Regions from separate parts of the Mus musculus genome. Here all the other regions are linked to region 3. The links are chromatin contacts, called in public Hi-C maps. All regions are on one chromosome and are shown on one strand. The core of a region is the stretch at or near the end of the contact, and the rest is flanking DNA. Distances in the headings are between cores, read along the strand shown. Region 1 has its middle 33 kb from the start of AY702102. Region 2 overlaps Tshz2 (teashirt zinc finger family member 2). Region 3 has its middle 17 kb from the start of Gm52536.

Region 1 (4,237 bases), core at 384-2,883, 930 kb before region 3:
CTGGCGGTACCTAACGAGGTAGAACAGTGTTCCGGAACCTCGGATTTAAACTTGCGGTCTCACGGGGGACTGAAAAATGTCTCTGTCAGAAATGCTAATTACACCTTGGTTTGATCATTACATGTTGTATACATACCTCATAATGTCACCCTGTGCCCACAAATATACACAAGATTTATGTATCAGGTAAGATGTAAACAAAGGAATTGTCAAGGTGGCTCCGCCGCCTCCGCCGCCGGTGAAGGCACCGGCTCACAAGAGCCTGGAGACCCAAGTTCAGTGATTCCACAGAAAGTTGCAAAGAGAGAACCGGGTCCACAAAGTTGCCCTTTGACCTCCATACTCACAAATATTAATAGATAAAAAACATAAACATGTTAAAACTGGCATCTGTGTGCTCTCTAGCAGCAGGGAGGAGGTCCAACACCCCAAAGATAGAGAGTGGGTCTGATCTCCCTAACGGCCCAGGCCCGGTGTGGGTCACCCTTCTCCACCCCCCCCCCCCGCCCCCGCCCCCGCTGTACCCAGGGGCCTGAGGGACACACACCACCACTGTAATCAGCCCCTTTCCCCTCCACTTAGTCAGTGAGATGCTGACTCCCGAGTTCTCCTTTATTTTCCATTTCTGAGAAGCCATGAAATATCAAACGCTAATGATGTGACATTCCAAAGCGATAAAAATCCCTTTCAAGAAAGGCTTATCTGCTCTCTGTTTCCGGTCTCCATTTTCTTCTTACTCAGGGAATATGTTCCTTGTGTGTCTAGATCTGGCTGAGTCTTTTATTTTCACAAACGAGAAAATGGCCCATCATTTAATTGCAGGTTTGGCTGTATTCTCAGCTTATGTCTAAAAAGATTAGATGAAGGGAAGACGCTAATTAATGCGGGTACCACAGGGCTCACACGAGGTACTGCATCTTGAGTCTGCTCCAGGAGCATTTTTACTTAAAACTGACGGAAGCAGGCATTGTGGTGCTTTTAAACAATTGAGTGAGGATCCAGAGAAGTCAAGGCTCCTCGCTGAAGTCACACAGCTGGCAATTAGTGAAAACCAGATCTAGTTTGTCCGAGAGGCAACTGACATGTCTTCAAGAGCTCAACCCAGAAACACTGCTCGCAAAAGAGATGCCAGAGTGAAAGAAAATGCGTGCCTCGCCACGTCTCTCCCTTCGACAAAATTATTGAAGGTGTTGTATTAAAATCCCAGTCTAATTTAAATAGATGTGTCAGCAAGTCAGGATTCCCGGAGCAACTCTGAAACTTCACATTTGAGCTCCTCTCTCTTCCCAGAGCCACCCCTACCCCGCCACCCGCCCAGGTCCCTCGCCTCCAGTAATGAATGTCTTCCTTTCTCTCCCTGTTGTCCCTTCCTGCTATTTGTCTGTAAGCAGGAGTCAGACCCTGGCTCTTCCAACTGTGTATTCCTCACATAAATTTTCCTGTGTTTCTGGAGGAAACCCTCGCCTCTCACAGCCCCTAGGGGGGATTTGGTTAGCTCTTACACCTCCTCCTGGCTAAGGTCATCTTTTTTCCCCCTCTGGAGGTCTGCTGGGGCCACAGTTCTGATGTTACCAAGCTTTCAAGACAGCGAAAGCCGGACAAGGCAGAGCCCAGGGTGGAGGTCACATGTCACCCAGAGGAGTGTTCTGGGAAAGCTTCAAATGGCAGATATCAGATTTGGTGATGTCCTGAACTTGTATTAAGCTCCCTGCTTATCATGGCACCGTTCCAGAATCTAAGAGATCAGGAAGGCTAAATAAACGGGAGACCGAGGAACAGTCGGGCACTGAGCTCTGGGCTTTTTTTTTTTTTTTTTTCTTTTTTTTTTCCTTTTTAAAGCAGTAATCAAACCATCATAAAAACAAAAGGCACAGATTGAATTATTCCCACAGAACTTCTGCAGTGTGTTTCAGGGTTGAGGCTGTGTTTATCCTGACTACTTGCTGCTAATCAAAAACGATGCCTGATACCTCATTGTGCTTCTCACAGAGTATGAGGAAGGGACCTGCAGCCCGCTCTGCGGAGGGAGACAGCGAGGCAGAGAGAGAAGCCGGGACTCACCTGAGCTCACAGTCCTGCCTCACACAGAAGCCAGGTGCCCGCGCTCTCCCTCACGACTTCTCTCTGAGTCTGGAGTCGCAGAGAGAGACTACTAATCTCTGCGACTCTATGGCTTGTGTCCCTGAGGAATTGATGGAAGGAATCCAGGCAGGAAATTGATACCCAAGGGAGCCAGGGGATGCCTGCAGGGCCCCAAGAGGAGCGGTTTGCTTCCACTCTGCTGAGCCTTCTCATTTCTGTCTAGCCAGACCTTCCTTCCCACTGCTCTGCAGGCTCTCGGTGGCTCTGATCCGTGTGCTGGGGTGACACCTTGACAGGCGCACTGCTTGTCCTTCGCGGCCCCTCCCCTGGTTATCTGTCCGCTTTAACTGTTCTGTGTCTGGATGGAAAGTAATGAGGGAGGCTTTGGAAAGCCAAAGGCCACAAATCGGGGACACACAGTGTTATCTGAGCCAATCTCTATCCTTGCTCAAAGTCCGGGCGCCGGCCTGAGGTGGTTAAAGCATCTGATTTGGTGAGGAAGAAGTGACTCAGGAGAAGGAGAGTGTGGGCTGTTGGGGCGAGAGTGTGGGCTGCTGGGGTGGGCCAGGAGAACGGACTCCGATTCAGCTCGCAGCCCAGCCGTGGTGCGTTAGGGTTAGGTAGGGGACAGGGGTTTTCTCGAAGCAACTGCAGACTCAAGGGAGATGGACAGCCTGTGGCTGCAGAAAGCCCCTTGGTCCTCTGTCTTGTCCTGATCCACACAGCTCTAGAATGGCTTCTGGAAGAAGCAACAGTTTCCCCAGTTTCCAGGGAGAGGACGGAATTCACTGGAGAAGAGAAGAGAGCCCGTAGGAGATCAGGAGAGGCTTGGTGGCAACTATGGATTGGGAATGGTGATGACCCAGCCGATGTCAGGGCAGGAAGAAAAGACCAGGCGATAGGACAGCTGTGAGCTTGCGGGGACACCACAGCTCCAGGTAGGAAATGGCGGGAGGTCCCTTGAGAGTGGAGAGCAACGAAGATCACCTTTCAGTGTACCACAACTCTACAGACTAAGGTGTTTTCTTCTAGACTTAATGCAGTTCCAGGAAAGGAATGATCACAGGCCGAAAGATGAAGGCAGCTATGTATACACAGGCCAGAGTTTGTATTCTGGAAAAGCCGTTCCTGGTTCGGGCATACAATTTACTCATTTTTCCTACCATGGAGCCTTTTGCCCAGTAGTTTAATAGTCAAGATAATGTCTAAAAATTGTCATTGTAATCATTAAAAATTAATTTTTGGTCAGGGTTCTATGTAGCCTCCAGCTCAGTAGGTAGCATAGGGTGGCCTTGGTCTCCTGGTCTTCCTGTTCCATCACCTGACTGCCATGATTAGAAGTGTGTCTCACCGTGGTGGTGGGATTATGTGGTGGTGGGGATTGAACCCACAGCATGCTTGGCAAGCACTCTATTAACTGAACCACAAACCTAACTCCTAGTCAATATATAGTTTTAATGAATGAACAATCGGATGCAAATACAATTGGAACACACACACACACACATACACACACACATGCACACACATTCTATTCACACTAGGTGGTGAACATCAACTATGAAGCAAATGGTTTTTATTTTTATTTTTATTTTTTTTGCCTGTGGGATACCAGTGGATGATACATAGCATACTTGGCCAATCACAAATTGAGGGTTTATAGTTTTGAATTTTTAGAGCTGTATTGGAAAGCCTGTGGTATGTTGGCATCTGTAATTGAGCTCACAGCTCAGTTTTGAGTTCAGCAGAGAGAGAACAAGGTTAAACAGGCACCAAGCCATACATGTCCCAAGTGGCCTCAGAACTGTAGCTGCTCACTCATCCCACATGTGTGAAGATAGGAAAATATTTCTCCTCCATGAAATTAATCTGCTTTGGGTGGTAGCAGGGAATGGGAAGGAAAGATCTAGAAAACAGCCCCAATGCCTTAGGGCCCAAATCCCTTTCACTAGGGGAAGTGGATCAAAGTTTATCTGTCTATGCTGGAAATCAGCTTCTCAAAACTCACTTCTGACCAAACGGTCTAGCTGACACCCATTTCTCTCCCCGAGTGTTTGTCCATGGCTGGCCATGCTTCTGTTAACTCAGCAGTTTTTCTGCCTTGGCTTCTGGTGTCCCCTGAGGGGACTCTATGGGCAGATCATAAAGCTTCTAG
Region 2 (4,151 bases), core at 355-2,854, 690 kb before region 3:
AGTGCTACGAGGAAGTTTCTCACTGCCTGACAGGTTAAGTTTTGGACATGTGCCATAACACCATTAGGCCTTGAATAAAATTGGGGATAAAGAGGGTTCCACTTGGAACATTGCCTGAAGATGTAGTTGTTAGTGCAGAAAGAGGCCCGGATAAGGATATTCTAACAACAATAAGGGCAACTTGCAAATGAAGTTCTTAAAGACATCATTTTAATTAATTTATCTGGAGACCGGGTCTCACAACGAAGTCCTGGTTAGGAGTCTGGGACTCATGATGTAAACCAGGCTGATCTCAAACTCACAGAGATCCCCCTGCCTCTGCATTAGGAATGTTGAACTGAAATGTGTGCAGCATCAAGGTTAGTCTTTAAATGGGTTATTTTAAAGTCCATACATTTGGTTTTTACTTATTTTTCAAGTGAGAGGAAACACTGATCTCCGCCTGGCCCAGTCACAGCTCTGACTTCTGAAGGAGGTCCTAGGAGGAAGAGGTCCGAAACTCCGCATTGCCAAAACAAGTTGGTGATGAATTTTCCAGCTCCATTCTAATTTCAGATTGTAAAGTGTGTTCCCAGAAGGGAAACCGCGGAAGTAATCACAATACGATTCAATTAAAGATGATTTTAAAAGGAGAAGAGGGGAGTCCGCTGGAATCTGCCGGAGAAACCGCAGGGACTTGGGGCTGAGCTTGCATGGTGTCTCCAAAACTCTTGGGGAGTGTTTCAGTCATTACTCATTAGGTTGATTGGATGTCTTCATTGTAACCTTTGAAGCTCAAGAATGAAGAGAGCAGGCAGTTGTGCTACGTAGGCCTATCACCCAGCGAGCTGGTGTGAGGAGGACGCAGGAGGGTTTTAAGGTCAGGGTCAGTTGGGCTGCATAACGAGACCGTAGCTCAAAACATCAGGAAAACCCCCTGCCTCCAAAATATGGAAATAAAAGTGAAGGCAAATCCTATTTAAAAACTCAGAACTATTTCCCAGCTTTTACCAAGAAAAATGACAAGATATTAAAGGTCTCTATGATTATCGGCTCTCCTCAAGAATTGCAAGGTAATAAGACAGAACTTGATGTAGTGATAAGAAACCCCTCCTCATCTTCCACTCTTAATAACCAAATATTATTAAATCAATAATTTTGGCAATGATCTGAACAGGTTATTAAACATCATGAATTATTAAGCTGAAGGTTGATCAGAGCCACGAAAATAATTCGAGTTAACGGGAATCTCTGGATTTCTAATAAAATATCCAGTCATTGACGAAAACATCTCTGTTAGGATTCGTCTGGAACAAGAAAGGCAGATCCCACAGATGTCGTTAAGGAAGAGAACACATTCCTTTCTGGATTACAGGAAATTAAAAACCCAGATCACTAGGATCAAAATAGCAGGAGATTAAACAGCCCAAGTGGAAAGGTGCCGACGCCTATGGAGAGGTAGCTCCCCCCGCCCGCCCAATCCAGGTGGTTCCCCCACCCCAGTGAATGTTCCACTGATTGTCAGAGACCTGAAAAAGACTTGGGAAATGGCCATGGATTCCTCAATGCTGGGTGTGCCTCTGGCGAGGGGAAATGGGCATAAAGCAATTAGTCCATGGCCCATAGCCAGCTGCACTCTGTTCCAGTCGCTTTGCCTTAAGCAAGGAGTGTGTGCAAAAGTATTTTGTCCAGACATTATCCAACAACAGGCAGTGGAATGTGATTTAATTTAGAAGGGACCAGGGGGCAGGAGAGAAGAGGCCTGGGGTGGGCCCCCGAGCAGGCAGAAAGGTCTGGTGGACTTTGACCTTTCTGTGAGATCACATTTACCATCCCAGAGAATACTGACACAAACAAGCCATCCTGGCTGTCAGAGGAACTGAAGACAAACAGATGCCCCTCACTCTCTGGTTGCATACCTTCTCCAGTTCAGGCTTCCTGCTCAGATGAGATCTTGCCAAAAAGCATTATCCCGTGCTAGAATTTCCTAATTCTAACTCGACTCTGTCATTGACGAGTTTAGTGACATGCATTTCGCCCCCCCTTTAACCATTTAATGCAACATGAGCTCTGAATGTTACCAGGGAGAGAAAACTGAGACCGGCAGGGGATTTAGACTTTGGCAAAATGACAGGTGGCTTGGGACCGTCTGGCAATGCATCAGCAAATGGGAAGGCCAAGGCCTTTAGGTCTTTCGACACGAAAGCCAAGAGATTGCAAATAGGTTAGCAGGGCAGGGACAGGGGTCAGATCTCCATGCCTGCATGCCAGGTTGAATCATCTACTTTCTGTGGGGTCTCAGCAAGGACACACATCTCCATAAGTCTCAAAGTTAGCCATCTTGTGGACTTAACAGCTTTCCCCAAAGCCAGCCACACAGTGGTCTAAGGCCAGCACCAGGCACTGAGTGCACACTTAGCCACTAGGCAATCGGTGGAGTCTTGGAGGCAGATTCCTTCCATTATTATACTCATCTATAGACAAGTAGGGACAGGAATAGAAAACAAAACAAGACAAAAAACCTGCAATAAGTGAAGAATATCAGGAAGAAATTCAACCATCAAATTCTGATGATTATGTTTTCGATGTGAGAGACTGTGGGATGTTTCTTGAAGGAGGTGATCAAGCCTAACTTGGAACCTGGGAGTGTATCTAATACAAGAGAGCTGCAGAGGACTCCCACAGCCATGGGGGGGGGGAGAAACAGCTGGGTTTAGTGATTTCGGGGCTCAAGTGGGAGTTGAGATCTTCACAGAAACCCCATGAGAAAATCTCACTTTAGTGGGAGGCAACTCCCTAGCCCCTACCTTGCCCCACCTCACAGGACCTGACTGCATCTTCAGGTGCTCCTGTGTCCCTGTTGATATTTTGTCAACAGAGAAGGTGAGCCCCCTTCCATTTTTCTTTCACTGAAACTAGATTTATTTGTAAGATCACAAGGTGGCATTTGGAAGTGGTCCCAACACACAGGCAAAGCCTTCCTGGCAATCAGATCGTGCTGAAACCGAAAGGTAAGAAAATATATTAAGAGAGAGAACTGTAACCATTCAAGGACACAGCAAACCACAACCTTGGCCCCAGAACTGCATTCTTCCGCCCACTAACAACCCCTGTTCTTGAGCTATAGGATAAACCCCATAAATCAAGGGGCGCTTGGGATAGATAAGGGAGAAGAAGCCAACAATAAATCCCCTTAAACTTGCTGTCACTCTCTTGCCTAGGAACTCCACTTCCTTTTAAAAATCAAAACATGATAATCGAATGTTCTAGAGATGCGGAAGGAACAAAGCAGGAAGTCCCGCCCTCTGACTTCCTACCTAATTTTTTTTTTTTTTTTTTTTAGGGTGGCTAACTGGCTGGAGACAGTTCATCTCTGTTGAGCAGTGTCACAAGCTGGATTCCGGTGGGGCAGAGAAACGGTCCGTCCTACACATTAGTCATTTACACTTTTATTAACTTCAAAACAGTGCCCGAGACTGCTCGTTTCATGGTTGAATTACAAATTGCTGACACGGTAGAAAAAGTAGGCACAAACTAAAGCAGTCGGATAACGAATGAAGAACGGAAGGAAAAAAAAAAAGAACGGAAGAGAATGGCTCTGAATCCTGTAGACTGGTTACACATGATAACATTTTGATTGCTCCTTATGTTGTATAAGCAAATTTTATATAGGCGTCTGTTATATCATAGTTTTACATGTAAAAACATTGTATATATGTTATAGATGACAGATAGATAAATGATAGTGTTAAATGATTTGCGAACTCATCTAACTTAGCTAGGACACAGGCCAACTGTTTCCACTCTCCAGGTTAGCGCGTCAAACGTGTGCTAGTTACATGTAGCTAGTTAGATGTGCGTGACCCCAAGTTATTATTTTTTTTTAATAGAGGAAGTGTTTGTTTTTGTTTATGTGTACTAAAGGATATAGTCAGGAATCCGAGGGGAGAGGAAGGTGGACTGAGGCAGTGGACAAACTCCAAGGAAAACATGCTTTCTAAGGCCTACAGGGCTGTACTCCCAGAGACTATGGCCACACACACTAGGCCTGCACAGGTTCAGATGAGACGCAACCCCATCTTTGAGAAGAGAGAATAGATGCAAAGGCCCATCCCAGGCAATGAAGCTGTTTGCAATTGGTACCTGCTAGATGAGTGGATATCAGTGGAGTG
Region 3 (3,865 bases), core at 877-3,376:
CCTCAAATTCAGAGACTGCCCTGCCTCTGACTCCTGCATTCGGGGATAAAGGGCACCCCAGCTAATAGATGGGAAATTCTTTGACCTGTGGACATGTTTGACTTGGAGCAGGCAAGGATGGGAACTGCATTGTGTTCCTCTGAGCGTGACCAGCAAACTCAGTACAGCAAACAGGGCTGGGGGCCGGGGGAGGGGGGAGGGCAGCTCCCTCTGCAGTGCACAAGCAAGAGCAACATCTGTGGCCTCTGCTCACCGAGTGCCAGCAGCACCCCTAGCCCCAGAGACAACTCTCCACAAGGGAGCATCTCTGTTTCTATGCTCAGCCTGTGGCCTGGATCCTCTTGTCTCTGCCTTCCAAGCGCTGGGATGTCAAGAGCGTCTGACTTGTTACAGTGTGGGTTCTGAGGATTGAACTCGGGGTCCTGTGCTTCTACAGCACACTCTCCACCAGCTGAGCCATCTGCCTACTGCCTGGAAGCTGTGTGAGCATAGGAGGAAGGGAAGGAGGGAGGGACGGAGGGAGGGAGGGAGGAAGGTACCCACATGGGGCCAGCAAGGCCCAATCTCAAACTCCTGGCAGGTCTGCTGGAACCACGAAGAGTTCACTCTGCCACCTCATCTAGACCTCCTCTCTTGTCACACACTCAGTGGGTCCCCAGAACTTAGTGCATAGCTCCCTAAGTTCCCCCTTCCCCTTCTCTTTCTCCCTCCTGAGCAAGTCTCTCTGGGCTTCTCACCCTGTCTTGCTGGCGTGTGGTAACAGAGTTCTTCTCCATCAAGCCAGGGATTCTTCTCGTCCCTAGGTGCCACAAGCCCTTCTCTCCTGAATAAAAATAACGTCTCCTAGGAGCATGACTGTCCCCGACTGAGTGCCAAGGGTCACAAATCTCACCTTCCCGGCTTCCCTGCTGGGGTGTGACATCATGGGTTTTCTGCAGCCTGTGAGGTACCAGCCCAGGAGGCATGTAGTGCTTGAATCCCTGGCCATCAGTGCATGGATGTATTTGTAACCTCATTTGCTCTGTTTCTGTTGGGGAAAATCTTTCTGTCTGTCATTGCCAGACACCAGCGATCAAGACCTAACGGACCCAGCACCATCTTTCTGGAACGTTCTACCTCTCTCCCCAGTGGCAGCATCGGCTGCTCTCCCTGACCTTCGCGGCTACCCAGTGATGATCCCTCATCTTAGAACATCCACATTGGCCCACCAATCCTCACTGCCCTCCAGAGAGCCTCTGGCCTCACCTTCAGCAGAAAGTCACACAGCAGCCTACACGGAGACTCTGCCCTGCAGGTCTAAAGCCAACAATTGATTTGCTGAATTTTTGTATAAAAAGAGAAAGCAAAGAGGGTCTTTGCCCCAGACCCTCACTTCACTGCCTCACACCCAGTCAAACGCAAGCTGAAACACTGACATGATGGTGATTTTGCCAGTCCCAGGTCCATCTGGCAAAGAGATCTATTGATGAGATTCTACGGAGTCACAGTAGGCCATATTTCAACTGTACAAATGTCACCTCTGGGCTTTGCTTATGAAATCAAAAAAAAAAATCTTACTTTTTTGGCATGTCGGTTAAAGAAAAAAAAAGGACTGAAAACGTAATTCACTGATTCTTCATGTATGCTTGCCTTAGGTTATTATCATCGAGAACTTTCCAGAACATTTTGCACTAATAATGACATCCCCCACCAGCAGCCCCTGCAAGAGACGAATGAAGGCTCTTTTAAAAACTTTAGCTATTGCTGTCTTGTTAAACACATTCCTGGTACCTCGGGACCAGCCCCCCACGCAGATGAGAACCTCCACAGAGATAAGACAGGCTCTCCCAACAGCAGCAGGGAAAGTGCCCCTAGGTCCCCCGTTCCGTGGGTAGCACAGGTGAAAATCAAAAGCAGTACGTTGGAAAGCAAGCGCTTAGAGACGTGCGCTGTCTAGGAGATCGTGCGGGTAATCAGGACTTTCCAATCATTGCTTCCATGATGACAAGCAACAGCAAGAAAATGCAGGATGTTGATGCCTAATGGGTTTGCCCTTTGCCAGACAAATCCTTTTACCCACCGCGGGAAAGGCAGGATTTGTACGGGCTCCTGGAGAGAGCGCACACTGCCCTCTTGTGGTGACATGTGCTCATGATTTTATAGACTCCGGGAAACGGTAGAACATTACCACCAAAAGTAGATCAACCCCTGAGACAGATGGGAGTTGACAGCTTCCCGCCCTCTTGACCAGGAAACAAGCTGTTTGTTCCTTTGCTCAATAGCTGGGAGAACTCTGCCAAGACGGAAAAAGTCAGTGTAATTCTTCAAATGTTTGAACTCCATCAAACGGACTAAGAAGTGCACAGGAACTGCAGGCAGAACGGGTGAGTTGCAGTCTAACAGGAACTTCCCTCAGATCTTGAGCTGCCAATAAGGTATAAGAAATGGTCAGGTTTGGGACCAGCGAGATGGCTCAGAGGGCAAAGGGTGCTTGCCACCAAGCCTGATGGCCTAGGTTCTACCCCTGGAGCCCAGATGAAGAAAAGAACCCATGCCTGCAATTTGTCCTCTGACCTCCATAGCACCCTGTGGCCTGTGTGTTTGTGCATATTTGCGCATCACACACACACACACATACACATGTGCACACACACACATACACACAGGCACAGGCACACACACAGGTACATGCACACACATGCACACACACATACATACACAGGCACATGCACACACACATATACACTCACATGTGCATACACATACACACGCACACACAAGCATGCACACAATAAATAAATAAAATTTTTAAAAAACTTTGATATTCAAAATTAACAAGCCCCCCCACACACACACACACACACAAAAGAAGATGGACACTGAGGAGGGAAGAGGGAGGGGCAGAGTTAGGGATCGAGGGAAGAAATTTGGCTGGAACCCCTGCATTTAACTGGAGGTACAACTGATTTTTACCTCCTAAAAAGGATGCATTTACTATTTTCAACTGTCTTCATCTACCCTGTTACAGGCACATCCTAATTTTTGCTAATTCCCCACAGCCAAGAAAGGGAAACTATTCACTTGGCCCCGGCTCTGGGAACTGTTTCTAAGCCGGTGCTGTGGATCTGCGGAAATGCAAATGTCATTTCTAAATTTAGCGTGAGAAAGCCAGAGAATCAGCATTTCTGTTGATGGAACACCTTCTCGGGAAGTAGCACGTGCGGAAGCAAGCAGGCAACGCTTTTCTCTGACACTTGGAACAGTCCAGCGTCTCCCTGGCCAGCCCTGCCTCCGGGAGGGGCTCCCAGAGGATGCGTACCTGCGCAGACCTGAGGCAAGTCTCCTCTCCTTCCTTCCTCGAACAGCACCAGATTGTGACCCTAAGCAAGGCACTTCCTGGGCCTCACCCTCCTCTCCTCCAAAAGAAACAGAAAAACTTCACATCCTAGAGACACCTACATCCTCCGAATGAATCCAGAGGATGGAGACCATTATTTTCTTCATTGGTACAGCCTCTGCTAAGTTGCTGTGTGTCTGTCAGCAACCCCTCTCCCAGCCTGCAAGTTAGCAAGCCAAATCAAGTCATTAGGAGACACACATACACACACACATAGAAACACACATACAGACACATGTAGAAGCACACATAAACATGTACACACACATACATGCACCCACATACACATGTGCATACACATACACACACATAGAAACACACATACATGCACCCACATAAACATATGCACACACATACACATATAAACACACATGCATACACACACACACACACACACACACACACAAGTAGAAGGGATTGTGTTAGAAGAGATCAGCAAGAATGGGAGGAGCCATGACAGGGTAATGGGTAAACATGATGAAAAAACAC

What was found. Hi-C and Micro-C count contacts between places; a contact is called where the count stands out from the background.
Region 1: a Hi-C map of the N1E-115 cell line shows a contact between it and region 3, with 7 times the contacts expected there. The contact joins two enhancer-like sites. A contact is called at or near these places in 8 of 39 promoter capture datasets (the HPC-7 cell line, cranial neural crest, embryonic stem cells and 5 more), 1 of 15 datasets of contacts at CTCF or cohesin (the NIH/3T3 cell line), 3 of 484 Hi-C or Micro-C datasets (the N1E-115 cell line, cerebellar granule neurons and embryonic stem cells) and 2 of 115 datasets of contacts at active chromatin or transcription factors (astrocytes and embryonic basal ganglia).
Region 2: a Hi-C map of the N1E-115 cell line shows a contact between it and region 3, with 7 times the contacts expected there. The contact joins two enhancer-like sites. A contact is called at or near these places in 2 of 39 promoter capture datasets (cranial neural crest and pre-B cells), 1 of 15 datasets of contacts at CTCF or cohesin (large pre-B cells), 9 of 484 Hi-C or Micro-C datasets (the N1E-115 cell line, embryonic stem cells, liver and 2 more), 3 of 115 datasets of contacts at active chromatin or transcription factors (cardiomyocytes, embryonic basal ganglia and embryonic stem cells) and 1 of 9 other capture datasets (embryonic stem cells).

Annotation. Positions count from the first base shown.
Region 1 is chr2:169,994,092-169,998,328 of GRCm38.p6, reverse strand. It overlaps a transcript of Tshz2 not described here. Among named protein-coding and RNA genes, the nearest start is that of AY702102, 33 kb to the right of the region's middle. Within about 2 kb of position 1,633, at least 28 of the 459 cell types and tissues checked have an H3K27ac peak or open chromatin away from gene starts, as enhancers often do. A contact at or near this core is called in the N1E-115 cell line, where this site is marked.
Region 2 is chr2:169,748,739-169,752,889 of GRCm38.p6, reverse strand. The region is part of intron 1 of Tshz2 (teashirt zinc finger family member 2); the gene reads right to left. Among named protein-coding and RNA genes, the nearest start is that of Gm34344, 84 kb to the right of the region's middle. Within about 2 kb of position 1,604, at least 44 of the 459 cell types and tissues checked have an H3K27ac peak or open chromatin away from gene starts, as enhancers often do. A contact at or near this core is called in the N1E-115 cell line, where this site is marked.
Region 3 is chr2:169,059,987-169,063,851 of GRCm38.p6, reverse strand. No RefSeq gene overlaps it. Among named protein-coding and RNA genes, the nearest start is that of Gm52536, 17 kb to the left of the region's middle. Within about 2 kb of position 2,126, at least 14 of the 459 cell types and tissues checked have an H3K27ac peak or open chromatin away from gene starts, as enhancers often do. A contact at or near this core is called in the N1E-115 cell line, where this site is marked.